Regions from separate parts of the Mus musculus genome. Here all the other regions are linked to region 2. Evidence: chromatin contacts called from public Hi-C data. All regions are on one chromosome and are shown on one strand. Each heading gives the region's core, a stretch centred on a gene start, on an enhancer-like site or on the middle of the called end of the contact. The rest is flanking DNA. Distances are from core to core; before and after follow the strand shown. Region 1 holds the start of Camta1 (calmodulin binding transcription activator 1). Region 2 holds the start of Clcn6 (chloride channel, voltage-sensitive 6). Region 3 holds the start of Vamp3 (vesicle-associated membrane protein 3).

Region 1 (2,700 bases), core at 79-2,578, 3.8 Mb after region 2:
AAGCAATAGATCCTTCTTTTCCTGCAAGAAACAAGTACTGAGGTCCCTTACACTCAAGTGGTAGGCACATCGGAAGTCCTGCCTGCCCTACATCTTACTGGGGCGCCCACCCTGGCCCAGACAGGGAACTCCAAGGAGAGAGGCAGACAGCTAGGGAGAGGAGCATTGGAGCGTCCGGTTTTCCCAACAAGAAAGAGGGCAACTCGAAGGGTGTTCAGGAAATGAGCTCACCCTAACCCAGGAAAGTGTACGGAAAGAGTACAGATCTGGAAGAAGTGTCTGCCTGCCTATTTAGAAATGACTTCAGAGCTGCACAGGGCCCCACAAGCCACTGGGTGAGCTAAGAAGGAAGAACATGGGTAGCCCCGAGTCCCCTTGTCCTGGCCAAAAAAAAAAAAAAAGATTAACCCAGCGTGCAGAGGCTCCGCGGCCCCACGAGAGTCCCCTCAAAAAGGGGACAGGCTGACACGGAACCCTCAGTGCTCGGAGAGGATCGGGGTCACGGAAGGTAAAGGGCATGGCAGTGTGGAGACCCCACCCTCCCGGTAGTGAGGGTGCAAGGGCAAGTGTGGAAGAGCATGCTGTGAGGGGCGGGGAGGCCGCGCGAGGACCCCGGCCCTGCTGGGGGAGGGGTCGCCCGGGGCCTCGGCCGAGGGGCGCTCGGCACGAGGGGGGCCCCCTGGCGGGGACCCGCGCGGGGACACCCCCCACGCCGGCGCTAGGAGGCGCCGCGCGGCCCGAGGGGGGCTGTGGAGGGGAACGTCCGGCCCTGACGCCGCTACGGCCGCCGGCACCGGTGCCCGCGAGCCCCCGCGGCCCGGGAAACTTTCCGCCCCGCGGCCCCCTGACACCCCGACCGACACGGCGGGGATGCCCCGGGCCGGGTGCGGGAGGCGTCGCGGCTTCTCCTCCTCCTCGCTGGGCCCGGCCCCCGCCCCGCGCGCCCCCCGCCCCGGCCTGCCGCCCCCGGGGCTGGGTGCGGGGCGCCCCGCTCGGCCGGCCCGCGAGTCACCTCAGGACTCGGCCGCGCTCCGCCCCCCCCACCCCGCCGGCGCCCTCCCCGCGCCCGCCGCGCCCCCGCGCTCGCGCCCCGCGCCGCCGATGCCCGGGATGTCCGGCGCGGCCCCGGGCTCGCCGTGTCGCCGCCACCCTGACAGCCCCGGGCCCTCACGCTCCGGCTCTCACCTTCCGGCTTGTTTTCGGCAGCCATTTCCCCTCCGCGCGCCACATCCTCCTCCTCCTCGCGACCGGGACCCCGAGCGCGCGCCTCGTACCGCCGCCGCCGCCGGCCCAGCCACCCCGCCGCCGCCGCGCACCCGCCCTGGCCCCGCCCCGCGGCCCACGCACAGCGCCCACTGGTTGGTGCGTCTGCCAGTCACGGCTCCCGCGACCAATCGGACCGCACCAGGGGTCTCACTACTCTCCGGGAGGAGCGTCCTATCCACCCTGTCCATTGGCTGATCACCACCGCACCGACTAAAGTGATTGGCCTGGAATCAACGCCCCCTCCCCACCCACTCCCGGGAAAACCCGCCCTCCAGACCTAAACAAAGCTTCCTAGTGGACAGAGGTCGAAAGGATGGCCCAATCAGGATGAGGCTGACACGGAATATTTCCTCGAGGCCGAGACGTGGTGTTTTGATTGGACGTCACTACAGTGTTTCCCAAGCCGTCCAGACCAATCAAAGGGGGTTCCCGGAACTCGGGAACGGCTGTGGGAAGCCCCGCCCCCCAGCGTGACCGTCATGAGGAAGGCGCTCGCTCATTGGTGTGCTGGGGCTTTTCCCGCGTGCTCCGGGAGCTGAAGGACGTTCCCGGGGAAGCCGCTGCTGGCGCGTGGGGGTCCCGGTGTCTTCGGAGGACACGCTGGGATCTCCGGGATCCCGCAGCCTGCGGCGCTGGCGGGGGGCGGCCCTGCCGGAGGGATACGTAAGGCACCGAGGCGTGCCGGTTCACAGCGTTCCCGAACCGTTTAGCCGAGAGTCGGGGCGTCGCTGCCCGACACGGGGGAGGGGCGCACCTCCCGGCAGACCACGCCCCTCGGCCAAATCCCGCCCCTTCCTGGCCTCAGCCCCGCCCCCTCGGCCGGCGCAGCGTCCCCGCGGCCACCCTACGCTCCCGCCTGCCTTGCGCTCCTCTGTCCCCTTTTCTAGCGGCTTAAAATACTGAAACTTTATTTTGGTCACGTTGCCCATGTGACCGGCGGAGCCGATGAGTCATAGGTGCCTGTCCCAGGCTGCAGCCGCGGATCTAGGGCTCGGAACGCTCGACCTCGGCTAGCCTAGCCAATCCCTCCCGGGCTCCCGGCGCTTCGGTCGGGTTCCAGCCGCAGCTCCGCGCAGCTCTCCTGCCTGTAGGTCCACACCGGAGAGATTCGCACGCCCTGCAGACACAAGCCCGGGCCAGAAGAGCTGCAAAGTACTGCGCCTTCTCGAGAGAAATCAGGGGCTCTGAACGTGGCCAGAAAATAGAGGAAAGGATGGAAGGAGAGAGGGAGGGGAAGGGCAGAGTGCAGGAATTCCGCACATAGAAAAATAAAAGGGAAGGAGAAGAGGGAGGGCAAACACCATGCAGGGATTCTGCAGGTGCACTGAAGGGAAGCGGGAGGGAAGGAAGGAGAATGCACTTTAATGAAAAGCAGCTGAGCTCCAGATCCTCTCTGTAAACTTGCACTGTTTGATTCCTCAACATTTTTTTCTC
Region 2 (2,700 bases), core at 194-2,693:
ATCTGTAATAGGAATCCGTGTCCGAAGACAGCTACAGTATACTCATATACATTAATTAAATAAATAAATCTTTTTCAAAAAATAAGAGGTTGGGATAGGATTGATGGAGCAGCCTTTGTGAGTCTCCAGAAGAGCTCTTCCCATCTCAGCCTCCCAAGTCCAGTGGCAAACTAAAAGGAACCACAACATGTGGCCCCACACTCTTCAAAGTTTCATATCTGAAACTGGAAACTATAATCCAGAATAGGGCAGAAGAGAGAGAGGCAAGGTCTCCTCACAGCTCACGAGAGAGACTGTTTTGAGCACTCACAGGGAAGAGCTTCGACCCTGGGTCCCTGGAAGGTTTAATGGCAAACACGCTCTATATCCAGGCAGAACTGGAATGCATCACCACCAGACTGTGGGACCAGGTTAAGGACTTGCTAGGCAGTCATCTCCCCCATTCCCTGAGGCAGAGGGTCAAAGAGCATCTCTGGTTGGAGGCCTGAAGCACTCAGTCCTCTCACTACACCAGTTACCCAGGACAGCATCTGGAACACCTCACCTCATAGTCTTTCCTTGGAAGAATCTCATCCTCTTCTTCCTGTGTCTCCCCAAGGATGGTCTAGAAAAACAGATTCACAGAATGGAGATCTTTTAATGGGTTAAGGGTACAAGGAGGGTAGTATTATTAAAATCGAAATTAGCTAGAGCCATCTTCAAAGAGGAACAATGTTTCAAAACCATGAGCTCTACATTTCTATTGATCGGCGAATTCTTTAAATCGTAATGCTCACCTTCAGGACACCTGAAAGATGTCTGATGGCAGCTTCGTTGGAGGAGAAAATTCGTGTTTCATTTGACAATAGACTGACTACGGAATCGGGGGGAATGAATCAATTCTGAGAACACAACTCAAGTTTTCCCAGCTTGCTTTGCACGGGGAAGCTGGATCACCAGTGACCCAGAAAGAGTGAAGGGTAGAGAATAAGAACAGGCCAGAGAAACTACACCAACGGCATGGGCGTCACGTCCCGCGCAAGGGCTCATTCTACAATGCTTGCTTCGTTCAAAACTCAAAGAGAATATGGACGGCATTAATTCAAGCTGGCCGAGGCCCTCCCTCGGAGTCCAGAGAGAGGTTATAGAACAGAACTCTGGCTGGGGCACGCGGAGGTAAGCTGGATGCTTCCCGAGCCCAGGCAGCGGTCTCCGGGCCCCACCCGCTGCCACCTGCAGGCGCGGTCCGGCGCGGCCCCACCCCCGGCAACGCCTCTTGTCATCCTGTCATCCCTCCGTAGCCACCCCTTCCCCAGCCAGGCAGCCGCTCACCAGCTCCTCGGGGGTGCGGCTCTCCCGTTCACCGCAGCAGCAACACCACCGGCAGCAGCAGCACACGGACCCCCTGCACCCCGCCATCTTCCTCCTTTGCTGCCGCTCCGGACCACCTAGGCCAACCCCCCTCCCACCCAGGATCCGCGCCTCACGTGACTGGCCCCGGGAGGGTCACGTGGCCCTCTCGAGCTCTGGGTCCGGAGACAGGGAGTGGCTGCAGACGGGTGGGGCGAGGGCTCGCGTCACATGACGCAGTACTTGGCTGGCTTCCCCTGAGACCTCTGGGCGCGGCCATGTTGGGGCGGGACTTCCGGCCGTCGTCTCGTCTCGTAGATGTGGCTTCCGCCTGCCGCTCGTCCTGTTTCCCTTAGCAACCGACAGCTCCGCCCCGCCTTCTTCGCCAGCCCTAGGGAGGTGGCACCCTCGCCGCCACCGATCTGACGCAAGAGGTAACGCAAAAGGCTTGGGACGCTGCGGATAGATTCGCAGAGTCGGGAACACACCACCGCAAGCTAGACCTGTGGGCAGGCGGTTAGGTGCTGGCCGGCCCTTTGCACGTGAAGGCTCCTTAGGGCCTATGAATACTCATGGAGGCTGTCACCCCAGCCCCACTACCTGCAGGAAGGTATCTCAAAGTTAAAGGAATCCTGGATCTGGGGCAGTGATCCAGACCCTGCAGCCTTCTGGGACCCGCATCCCCGCCACGGCCTGTGACCCATTGACCAGGTGACCCGATTACCATCCCTCAGGCCATGGTGGCTGCCTGCCATAGTGTCTGTCTGTCTAGCTCTCTCGCTCGCTCTCTGGGATTTTGTTTGGTTTGGTTTGGTTTTCGCGACAGATTCTCTGTGTAGCCCTAGCTGTTCTGAAACTCTCTGTAGATCAGGCCTCGAACTCCGAGATCCATTGCCTCCTGCGAGCTGAGATTAAATATGTGCGTTGTCATGCCTGGTTGCCATAGTCTCTTAAACCCATCTCCCTGACAGCATCTGGAAAGGAAGAGTGGACCGACCATTAGTTTCAACGCCCAGGTGTCCATAGCATCCTGCAGTTCACATGCATCTATCACAACTCTTCCGGGAGTGGTGGGCTCAGTGTTTGTCAGTCTTATTTAAATGATCAGTAGGTGGCAGCGAGGCATTTTGAGATTGGTGTGGAGGTCTTGGCAGTTTTGAGCCCAGTGAGTACTGCCTGTTTTACTACTCTGCCAGGCACTGGCGATGCCACGCCTGAGACTGGTCTTTCTGGTCCAGTCACAGGCAGGGGACTGGACAGTAGAAGGGTAAACAAATTTGTCGGTTCACAGGCTCATCCTTGTGTGATTTGGGAGCTCAACTAATAATGGATAGGGGGTGGGAACTGTTAGAAATGCTTAAACCGAGCCGG
Region 3 (2,700 bases), core at 191-2,690, 3.0 Mb after region 2:
AACTGTTATGGTGGGACGCAGTCTTAACTCCTTACACTGCAGTTATTTCTTAAAAGTCCCAAGGTAAAAAATAAAGGCACTAATATGTTTTTATAACCCCTCAATAATTCTTAAGACTGTATCACTTGATAGTGATAAAAGTCTGAAACAAATATTTAACAAGATCTGTTCTATGTCAATAAAGTGTGGGTTTTTTTTTTTTTTAAACTTGCTTTAAGACACACAGATGTTTAAAGTAGACTCCTGATCTTTTTGTTGTGGCTGATAATTAGGAACAATCACAGAACAGACAATATGAAGAAATAGGTTCAAAGTGCATGGAGGGGGTCTGTATGAACGGGAAGGAGGCTGAAGCAACTGTCTCTGTTGGAAAGTCATTCATCTCTCATAGGTTCAGTGAGTCTGGATTTTCACTCATCCCCACTTTTCACAAGTACTCTGGTTTTTAAGTCCTTATTGCCTCCATTAAACTCTTGTATCTAAAACAGCTTCCAATTTTTGCCTTCCTACACAACTGTCACTCTAGGGTTGACTCACAGCACTTTTTAAAGTTTGCACTGTGTCTACCACCAAGGACACATCACTGATGGCTGTCTCACATAACTCAGGGTCCGAAAATTAAACAGGTAAGGACCGTGCTCTGGAAGCACTATCCATGTTATTTATTTTTTCTCTCTTTAAAGTCTAATATCACTAAAGAGGATACTACGATCCTTCCCATCTTATTAAAACTTAGGCTGAACATGCGGCTGGCTGAACTGAACCAATTTAATCCTCTTGAGTGTGGACCGGACACTGCCATTTGCTCAGCAGTCTGACCAGGTACATCTTAAGTGGTGACAACAATTCTGGCTGAAGGTTGCAATTAGAAACCAATTTTAAAACCAGAGTGTGCTGGCTTAAAACGGAAGAGAAACCCATTGCCCAGATGCGTCGGGAGCGCCAAACGCTGGCCTACGACGGGCTCCCGGCCACCTCAGGTCTCCCGCTCCTGCCGGGCGCACCCCGCGCACAGAGTGAGCGTTCACGCTCGCTCCCGCCCCTCGCGAGGAAGGAGCCGCGGGGTGTGGCGGCCGCTTCCTCGGTCAGGCGGTGTCCCCACCCCCGTCCTTCCGCGTCTGCCCGCCGTCCGCGGGGCACTCGGGGACGTCGCGGCGCCACGACTCGTCCCGCAGCGTCCGGGGACAGGGTGCACCGCGGGGCCGCTGCCCACCTCAGGCCCCGGGACTCCGCGCGTAGGCCTGCGAGGCCTCCACTCGAGTCCGAGTGTCAAGCAGCGGCCACCGCGCCTGAAGCGGGTCGCAGGAGTGGGCCACCATCCCCGGAGCCCGCCTCGCCTCTCAGCGCAGCGCGTCACTCACATTTTGGCGGCGGTGGCGGCGGCGAATGGCCGAGGGTCGACGGACTCGCGCTGCAGGCAACCGAGGCTGAGGAGATGGGCGGGGCCGTGGTGACGTCACGAGCGGTGGCCGGACCGGAACCCGCGACGCGCTCTTAGTCGCCAGGGGCGCGCCGGAAATGGGCGGGATAGGAATCGAGCCGGGCGCAGCGCGGGCTGTCACCTCGGAGCAGAGCGGAGTGGGAGGGGCCAGAGCTTGCGCTGAAGTAGCGCCGGCGCTGACGAGTGGGCGGGCGTTCTCGGTGGACAAGTGGGCGGGGCTAGAGCGCGGCGCCTGCGCCTTTGGGCTGGGCTCTTCGCCGCCAAGGAATCACAGCAGCTCCCTGCAGTGTCTCTGCTGCCCTGTCTCTAGCCCTGGAAAGGCAGTTTAGAGTGAGAATGGGTACGTTTTACATTACTGTGAGCCCGCATACCTTGTCTCTCATGTTAGAAACAGCGGACGTGCCTAACGTTCCAGAATAATCTAGTGGTCCTGAGGAGACAAAGTTCTTTTCTGAGAAAGAGGCAGTAGGAAGTCCATGTGGAGTCTTGGCCACAGGATTTGGGAGAAGTCTCCTCTCAGGTTCTCACATGACAAATATTTGCCATTGCACGGATATTAAATCCCTAAAGGGAGCCTTGGCTTAGAGAACTGTAAGGTTCTTCATTTCTGTAATTCCCTGGCCCTTGCGGAGACGACACTCAATTTTTGTTCAACGGGGGTGAGTAGTTATGTGGAAAAGAATCCCAACAAGGTCTAAAACAGACTAAATAAACTCCGTTGGTGGATTCACTCAATGAAATACACTAAGGTATTTTTCCACTTCAGCATGGTAACTCCCAAAGGTGTGTGTTGCAATTAAAGAGCGCCACACCAGTGGGTACTAGGTTGAGTAGTAGTTATAAAAACCATTCTGGATAGGAGGAAATGGAGAGTGTGGGGCCGGGCTTAAACAGTGAACAGAAAATGCAGTGGGCTCCTGGTGGGAGGTTCAGAGTGTGAAACTGGCACTAGTTCTGAGGTAGATCAGAAGTGAAGTCCTACCAGAGAGATAACAGAACTCTACAGCCAAGAGGACTGGAACAGTGACGAAGAATACCTAGCAGGGAGGCCTTGTGAGGTAAGCTGGAAAGGGTCTTAAAAAAAAAAAAAACACACACAAAAACCACACACACACAACCCAGCCAACTACCTAGTAGAGCTAAAGAGTGTACTTAGTTGGCAGAGTGCTTGTCTAATATGCAGCCCTGGGTTTGATCCCCAGAACCACGTAGACCCAGGCTGTTAGCACACCCATAATCGCAACGAAAGCTTTTAGGTA

Evidence for each region. A called contact is a pair of places that touch in the nucleus more often than the background predicts.
Region 1: a Hi-C map of CD8 T cells shows a contact between it and region 2, with 6 times the contacts expected there. The contact joins the promoter of Camta1 here to the promoter of Clcn6 in region 2. A contact is called at or near these places in 3 of 484 Hi-C or Micro-C datasets (CD4 T cells, CD8 T cells and neutrophils).
Region 3: a Hi-C map of B cells shows a contact between it and region 2, with 6 read pairs. The contact joins the promoter of Vamp3 here to the promoter of Clcn6 in region 2. A contact is called at or near these places in 2 of 39 promoter capture datasets (liver and pre-B cells), 4 of 484 Hi-C or Micro-C datasets (B cells, CD4 T cells and erythroblasts) and 1 of 9 other capture datasets (liver).

The regions. Positions count from the first base shown.
Region 1 is chr4:151,860,440-151,863,139 of GRCm38.p6, forward strand. It overlaps Camta1 (calmodulin binding transcription activator 1), which reads right to left and starts at 1,329. Exons shown (of 24, transcript NM_001081557.3): 1 at 1,186-1,329. The coding sequence starts at 1,230. All of the region lies in intron 2 of Gm42357 (a long non-coding RNA gene), which reads left to right. 9230110K08Rik (a long non-coding RNA gene) reads left to right here and starts at 1,305. Exons shown (of 2, transcript XR_390981.3): 1 at 1,305-2,418.
Region 2 is chr4:148,037,370-148,040,069 of GRCm38.p6, forward strand. It overlaps Clcn6 (chloride channel, voltage-sensitive 6), which reads right to left and starts at 1,444. Exons shown (of 23, transcript NM_011929.3): 1 at 1,312-1,444; 2 at 545-604. The coding sequence starts at 1,398. Mthfr (methylenetetrahydrofolate reductase) reads left to right here and starts at 1,708. Exons shown (of 12, transcript NM_010840.3): 1 at 1,708-1,763. RefSeq lists promoters at 1,158-1,796, 1,607-1,796, 2,049-2,700.
Region 3 is chr4:151,056,513-151,059,212 of GRCm38.p6, forward strand. Vamp3 (vesicle-associated membrane protein 3) reads right to left here and starts at 1,441. Exons shown (of 5, transcript NM_009498.4): 1 at 1,362-1,441. The coding sequence starts at 1,363. It overlaps Gm38529, which reads left to right. Exons shown (of 2, transcript XM_017320565.2): 2 at 1-2,544. The coding sequence starts at 929. The coding sequence ends at 1,498.